Linked DNA regions of Mus musculus: region 1 is linked to region 2. Evidence: chromatin contacts called from public Hi-C data. All regions are on one chromosome and are shown on one strand. The core of a region is the stretch at or near the end of the contact, and the rest is flanking DNA. Distances in the headings are between cores, read along the strand shown. Region 1 holds the start of Muc13 (mucin 13, epithelial transmembrane). Region 2 holds the start of Heg1 (heart development protein with EGF-like domains 1).

The links. A called contact is a pair of places that touch in the nucleus more often than the background predicts.
Region 1: a Hi-C map of CD8 T cells shows a contact between it and region 2, with 1.8 times the contacts expected there. The contact joins the promoter of Muc13 here to the promoter of Heg1 in region 2. A contact is called at or near these places in 5 of 39 promoter capture datasets (the 3T3-L1 cell line, embryonic stem cells, macrophages and 2 more), 1 of 15 datasets of contacts at CTCF or cohesin (large pre-B cells), 9 of 484 Hi-C or Micro-C datasets (the Ba/F3 cell line, CD4 T cells, CD8 T cells and 6 more) and 3 of 9 other capture datasets (adipose tissue, liver and pancreatic islet).

What each region holds. Positions count from the first base shown.
Region 1 is chr16:33,793,170-33,795,869 of GRCm38.p6, reverse strand. Muc13 (mucin 13, epithelial transmembrane) reads right to left here and starts at 1,381. Exons shown (of 12, transcript NM_001382834.1): 1 at 1,295-1,381. The coding sequence starts at 1,343. Gm15658 (a long non-coding RNA gene) reads left to right here. Exons shown (of 3, transcript XR_003951910.1): 1 at 1-125; 2 at 1,224-1,618.
Region 2 is chr16:33,683,076-33,685,775 of GRCm38.p6, reverse strand. Heg1 (heart development protein with EGF-like domains 1) reads right to left here and starts at 1,310. Exons shown (of 15, transcript NM_175256.5): 1 at 921-1,310. The coding sequence starts at 1,164.

The DNA.
Region 1 (2,700 bases), core at 132-2,631, 110 kb before region 2:
ACCCTTATGTCTTACAGAAGGCATTTCTTCTTCATGGTGACTCCAGAAAATCACGTAGATCTTATCAGTTCTAATTGGGACCTGAAGACTTGGCCACAGCACCCAGGCTTGGCAGAGGAGATCTGGTGAGGCCTACCCTCCTCTTAGGACAGCTCTTCTCCCCCAATCTTAAAAGCAGATCAAAAAAAAAATATTGGTCCAGGGAATAAAGAAAGAAGTTTGCTTATGGATAGTATTAAATATCCATTAATGATATTTTTAGGGTATGAAAGGATATGAATATAAAAGTTGAACACATTTTTAATGTTATTTGATTCTCAAAATACTCAATATTATTAATGTGTTTGATGTATAAAATGCATTTAAATAATAAAAAAATTAAGAAGAAAAAAAAGAAAGAAAGAAAAGAAGCCTGCTGCCAAGGCTGGCCGGCTGTGTTCAATCTCACTCAGGGGGTGGGAGGAGAGAAACCACTTTCTGGGAGTTGTCCGATGTCCTCCACATGTATGGTAATTAAATGTAGTAAGAGGTTTCAAAAGCTCCTATCTTGCCATGTATGTTGGCTCATACCTATAACCCAGCACTCCAAGGCAGTTGGATCAGAAGTTCATCTACTGTATGGAGAGTTCAGTTTAACCTTGGTAGCACGAGATTCCATCCCCCAAACAAAGCAAGTCAAGTGGTCCTTTACATTGAACTCAATTTCTCTTCCCCCTTCCACTGCCTCCAATGCCTTATTCCTTTCTTGCATTTGACGTCTAGATCTGGATTTCTCTCAGAATGGGGTGGGGTGGGGGACAAATTCCTTACCTACTCAAACCCAGATAAACTCTCCCTAGTCCAGAAGAAGAACACCTGTAGGGGCTCTAACCCCCACTGGGATTGCTCTTTTTGGCCAGAGATCCCCAGTTTCAAGTGTTGGTGAAAACAGACATATCCCCGACCCCTCCAGGTCTGACTCTCTGATGATCACAGGAACAGATCTAGATCCAGCTTGCTAACCTCATCCTTGCACGACTGAGTCATCTTTATCCAACTTCAGACAAACCTCTGCCCTGCTGTGTCCCAATGTCAGCCATAGACTTCTTTTGCCTCTGCTGTCTTGGGGGTCACAGATGAAAATGTCAGCATCTCCGAGCTGAGCTAGTCAAGAAATGGCCCCAAGTCAAGACTAGCAGCCACTTTAAAAAGTTGTAGGATCAAGCCTGCTGTTTCTGTTTCAGAGACTACGATACCAATTCAACTTATCAAGTTACAGAAGCAACCACAAAATAACAAAAAAGGAGTTTCTTACCCACGGTCACCAAAAGGAGACTGAGAGAGAGAAGCAGGAAGCCTTTCATGGTAGCTGCTCTTGCTTGATAATCCAAGGAGGAAATGTGTCCTCTCCTTCGCTGCCTGGAGTTTTAACTGTCTTTCAAGTCCGAAGTCCACTCATTAACTGATAGAGGCAAAGGCAATTCGTGGTCAGGATCTGGTCTCTGGTCGTACAGCATGGGCTGCTTCCAACCTCAGAGTCAGGTCACTTGAGCCCAGCTTCAGGTTGATATCCTTGACTCAAAGTCCAGGACAACTGTAGAAGTCTGAGTTCTCTTTAGAAATCCTTGCAAGGTCAAAGGTGAGTGTATTCAGCTAATCTCTCTATATCTTGGGAATGGTAGACCTATCGCCTCCCCAGAGCCTACTACTGTCTCTCTAAACACTCAGTAATCTAGCCGAGAACGATGATTGCCTTACCTCTGACCCCTTCTTATTTTGTGTGTGCACACCACAGTGCTCATGTAGCTGCCAGAGGATGGTGGGAAGGGTTGATTCTTGACCCTTCACCATGTGGGATCATGGGATGGAATTCAGGTCATCAGGCTTAGTGGCAGATGCCTTTAACTCTGAGTCATCTTCTGGGCCCTCCCCTCCCCAACTCCCCACCATTTGACTGCAAAGAATTCTATTTTCTCTACCTGCTGTTCCAAGAATACCTGAAAAGTCCTTTCATGTTTTCTCCAACTATTTATGACTTGACTTGTGTCATCTTTTGCTGTGGACTCCCACACTGGGCTTTTCCTAATGGTCACTTCTAGAAACTTCTAGAGCTAACGTTTCCAAGCTTCCCTCCATCTCACATATCACTTTAACTGGACATAGACCCCAGTTGTCATGCTCCTATTAGAAGCAGGCTTGAAGGTTATTGACGGTAGGCTCCCTTTCCCATAACCACCTTGGCCCACCGTCTGTCGTGGGTCCAATTTTAACAGAGGCCAATTTGAAATTCCACAAGCAAAGAGAAAACTTGGGAAGCAGAAGAGACAGACAGATCTCTGTGAGTTCAAGGCCAGCCTACTCTACAGAGAGAGTTCCAGGCCGGCCAGGGTTGCCTAGTTAAGACTGTCTTTAAAAAACAAAACAAAACAATAAAATCAAACAAACAGCAACAGAACAATCACCATGTGAATGGCATCATAGTCACTTTTTAAAAGCATTCCTTCCTCTCTATTAAAAAAAAGGGAAGGGAAGAAGGGAGGTGGGGGTGACAGCTTTGTTGAGGCCCACAAAGAGAAGGAAGGCTGCTTCCTCCTGGCAAAGCAGGCCCATTGTTACTGGTCGATCATTCTGCGCTCAGCTCTGCCTTCTGTCCACGGCCCTGGGTAGAGACAGGGCTTTCTAGAGAAGAAACAAGGCATACCAGCGCCCCTTCTCCTAAGA
Region 2 (2,700 bases), core at 61-2,560:
CAGTCCCAGTGTGGCAACAACAGAGCCCGATGTGTGCCCTCTGCCTCTTACGGGAGGACAAATGGCTAACATCACCTAGGCTGGTTTGGTTCACAGCACTTTCTACTATTTTTACTTTCATTTTGTCACCTCTTGTCACTTGGAGGCAGGGAGGAATGGGGCCCCTCCATTCCACAGATGGGGAAACTGAGAGCCAAAGATGAGACACAGCCAAGGTCGTGTGGGGGTTACATTAGAATCCCACCCAGGCCGTGGCATTTTCTTCCAACAGAAAAAGGAACTAGAAACAAAGGAGGCAGGCACAGGAGCTGAGTCCCCATTCTGTGACCAGGACAGGCAGTGCCTGCCTGCACAGCAAGCAGCTGGCTGGGGGAGGAAAGGGCCCAGGACAGTCCAGAGCCAGTCAGTGGCTTCCAGGGGTTTGACCTTGCAGCGCCCCCAGCCCCATCCCAAGTAACCCTGCTCCTAAGGTTAACTGGGTAGCTTTGTTTTAAAGCGCACTCTTTGTCCTTTATGAAGTCCTAAGTACTAGAAGCATTCCAAACTCCGAAATCCGTTATTTACTTATACTGGAAAGTCAGGCTTTAGACCAGGAGAGACCAGTTCTAAATCTGGGGGTTGGGGGCTGAAACCGAGGGACAACAGCCAGAAGTTACCACTCCCCACGAGGTGAGAGGCTCTTTGGGGTCTTCGTTTTGTAAAAGTGAGAAGGGTGTGGGCTAATCCAGGAGAGAGTTTTCTTCCAAAGCACAGGGAGGGAATGCATGTGAACATTTTATATTCCAGTGGCCAGGGACAGCGTTTCTCCGTCCTGGGCCACCCTCAGGGTTCCACCCACGAGGGTCCACGGAGCCTCGGCCGGGATGGGGCAGCCGCGAAGCGCCCACGCCCCCTGACCCTCGCTGGAGACTCTCACTCACCCGCGCTCACGCCTCTGGGGACACGGCCGGAACGTCCCCGCCGGGTCGCGACGCCGGGTCCGGGGGCCGTATGTCCGGCGCCAGGCGGCGAAAGCGGTCCCGCGACCGGGAGGAGTGTTCGATGGGCCGGGGAGGGAAGGGAGCCCCGCGCCCCGGGGGCAGCGGGCGGCAGCAGCAGCAGCGGTAGCAGCAGCAGCAGCAGCAGCGACGGTGGCGGCCACCGCGGGGCGCGCGGCGTGGCCATGGTGGCGGCGGCCGCCCGCGCTCACATGCCGGGCGCCGGGCCGAGGGCGGCGGCGAGCGGAGCGGGGTGCGAGCGCGCTCTCAGCCGCAAAAGTTGTGGGAGCCGCGGGAGGGCGGAGGCAGCCCTGGTGCTGCCACACGCCAATCAGCCCGGGCGGGTCGCGGGGCGGGCGGCTCCTCCTCGGTTGACATCACCCGCCCCGCGCGGGGGCCCGGGGGCGGGGAGAGGGCAGGAAGAGGGCGGGGGCGGTCTCGGTCTCCCGGGTGAGTTCACGGAACCCCCGGGTGAACTCATGGAGCCCCCTGCGACTTTTGTTACAGGGCCCACACCCTGGAGTATCGCTTTGGCTTTTGGAGAAATGAAATTGGGGTGGGGGGCACTTTCCCAGTTCCTTAGCCACACAGTAGGTCTGTGAAAAGTAGATTCTGGCGGTGTAATTGACATCAGGTGAGTGAGTATACAGAGAGCTTTCAAAAGACAGAGAAGTGAATCCTAGACCCTGTTCCATACGTGGACCTGCATTGCCCTTAAGGATCTGAAGAGGCCCCAACCCACTGCCGCCCTTTTGGGTCCCCAGAATTGGTGAGAAGATTTGCTTTAGCCAGGGCGGGAACCCTCATCTTCTTGAAGGCTCAGAAGCCTGATTTCCTTCCCACGCTATCTTTGGCTTACACCATAGTTCTTCAAAGATGTCACTGCTGAGACACCCAAAGAGGCCAGAGGGAAGAGAAAACTGAACCGAGTCTGGGGCAAGGGAAAACCCATAGCCAGGAAAAGGACAGCAATTTGCAAATTAAACATAAAAAAAAAAAAAAAAAAAAAAGCAGCCCACACAGAAGTTAAAAAGAAACCTTTAGGGGAGATGTTCCAAGACAGAGTGTCAATAAATTTGCTTGGTAAGTAAAATTCTGTGTGTGTCCCTATTCCCTCCCTTCCTAGGAGACAAATGATACAATGTCCAGATTTTAAGACCCAAATCTCTTTTCTTTGTAAGTAAAGAATGAGCAGCTCAAAATAGGGGGAAATAACTTGCTTAAGAGTTGCTAAGAGAACCAACAACTAAAGGATTTCTCATTGAATGACCATGTGGCTTCGTGCTTACCTCATAGCTTAGAGTTGTCAATAATTCAGACAATATCTCATCCAAACTGAAAACCACAGATCCCTTGGGATGCTCTCAGATGTGCTAGGGTTCTTTGTCTGTTTACCAAATGTTCAGGAGACAGGCTTGTCTCTTTCCCCATGTCTCTGCCTCTCTCTGTCTCCAAGCCTCCATGACCCGCCTCCAGGGGAACGATCAGATCATAACGTCCAGCGCATCGGTAGATGGGCCTAGACCCATTTTCTGGTGACTCGGTACAAGTGAGTCACTTGGCAGGACACAAAGGATGCTCCGTATAAACAAGTTTACCTTAGACAAATGAGCCAAGAGTGGAGAATTGGTTTGGGTTAGGGTTTATAGAACCACAAATGAAACCTAACTTTTCAGGTCTCACATGAAATGCTCAGTCCTCTTTCTTTCTCAAACAACAACAA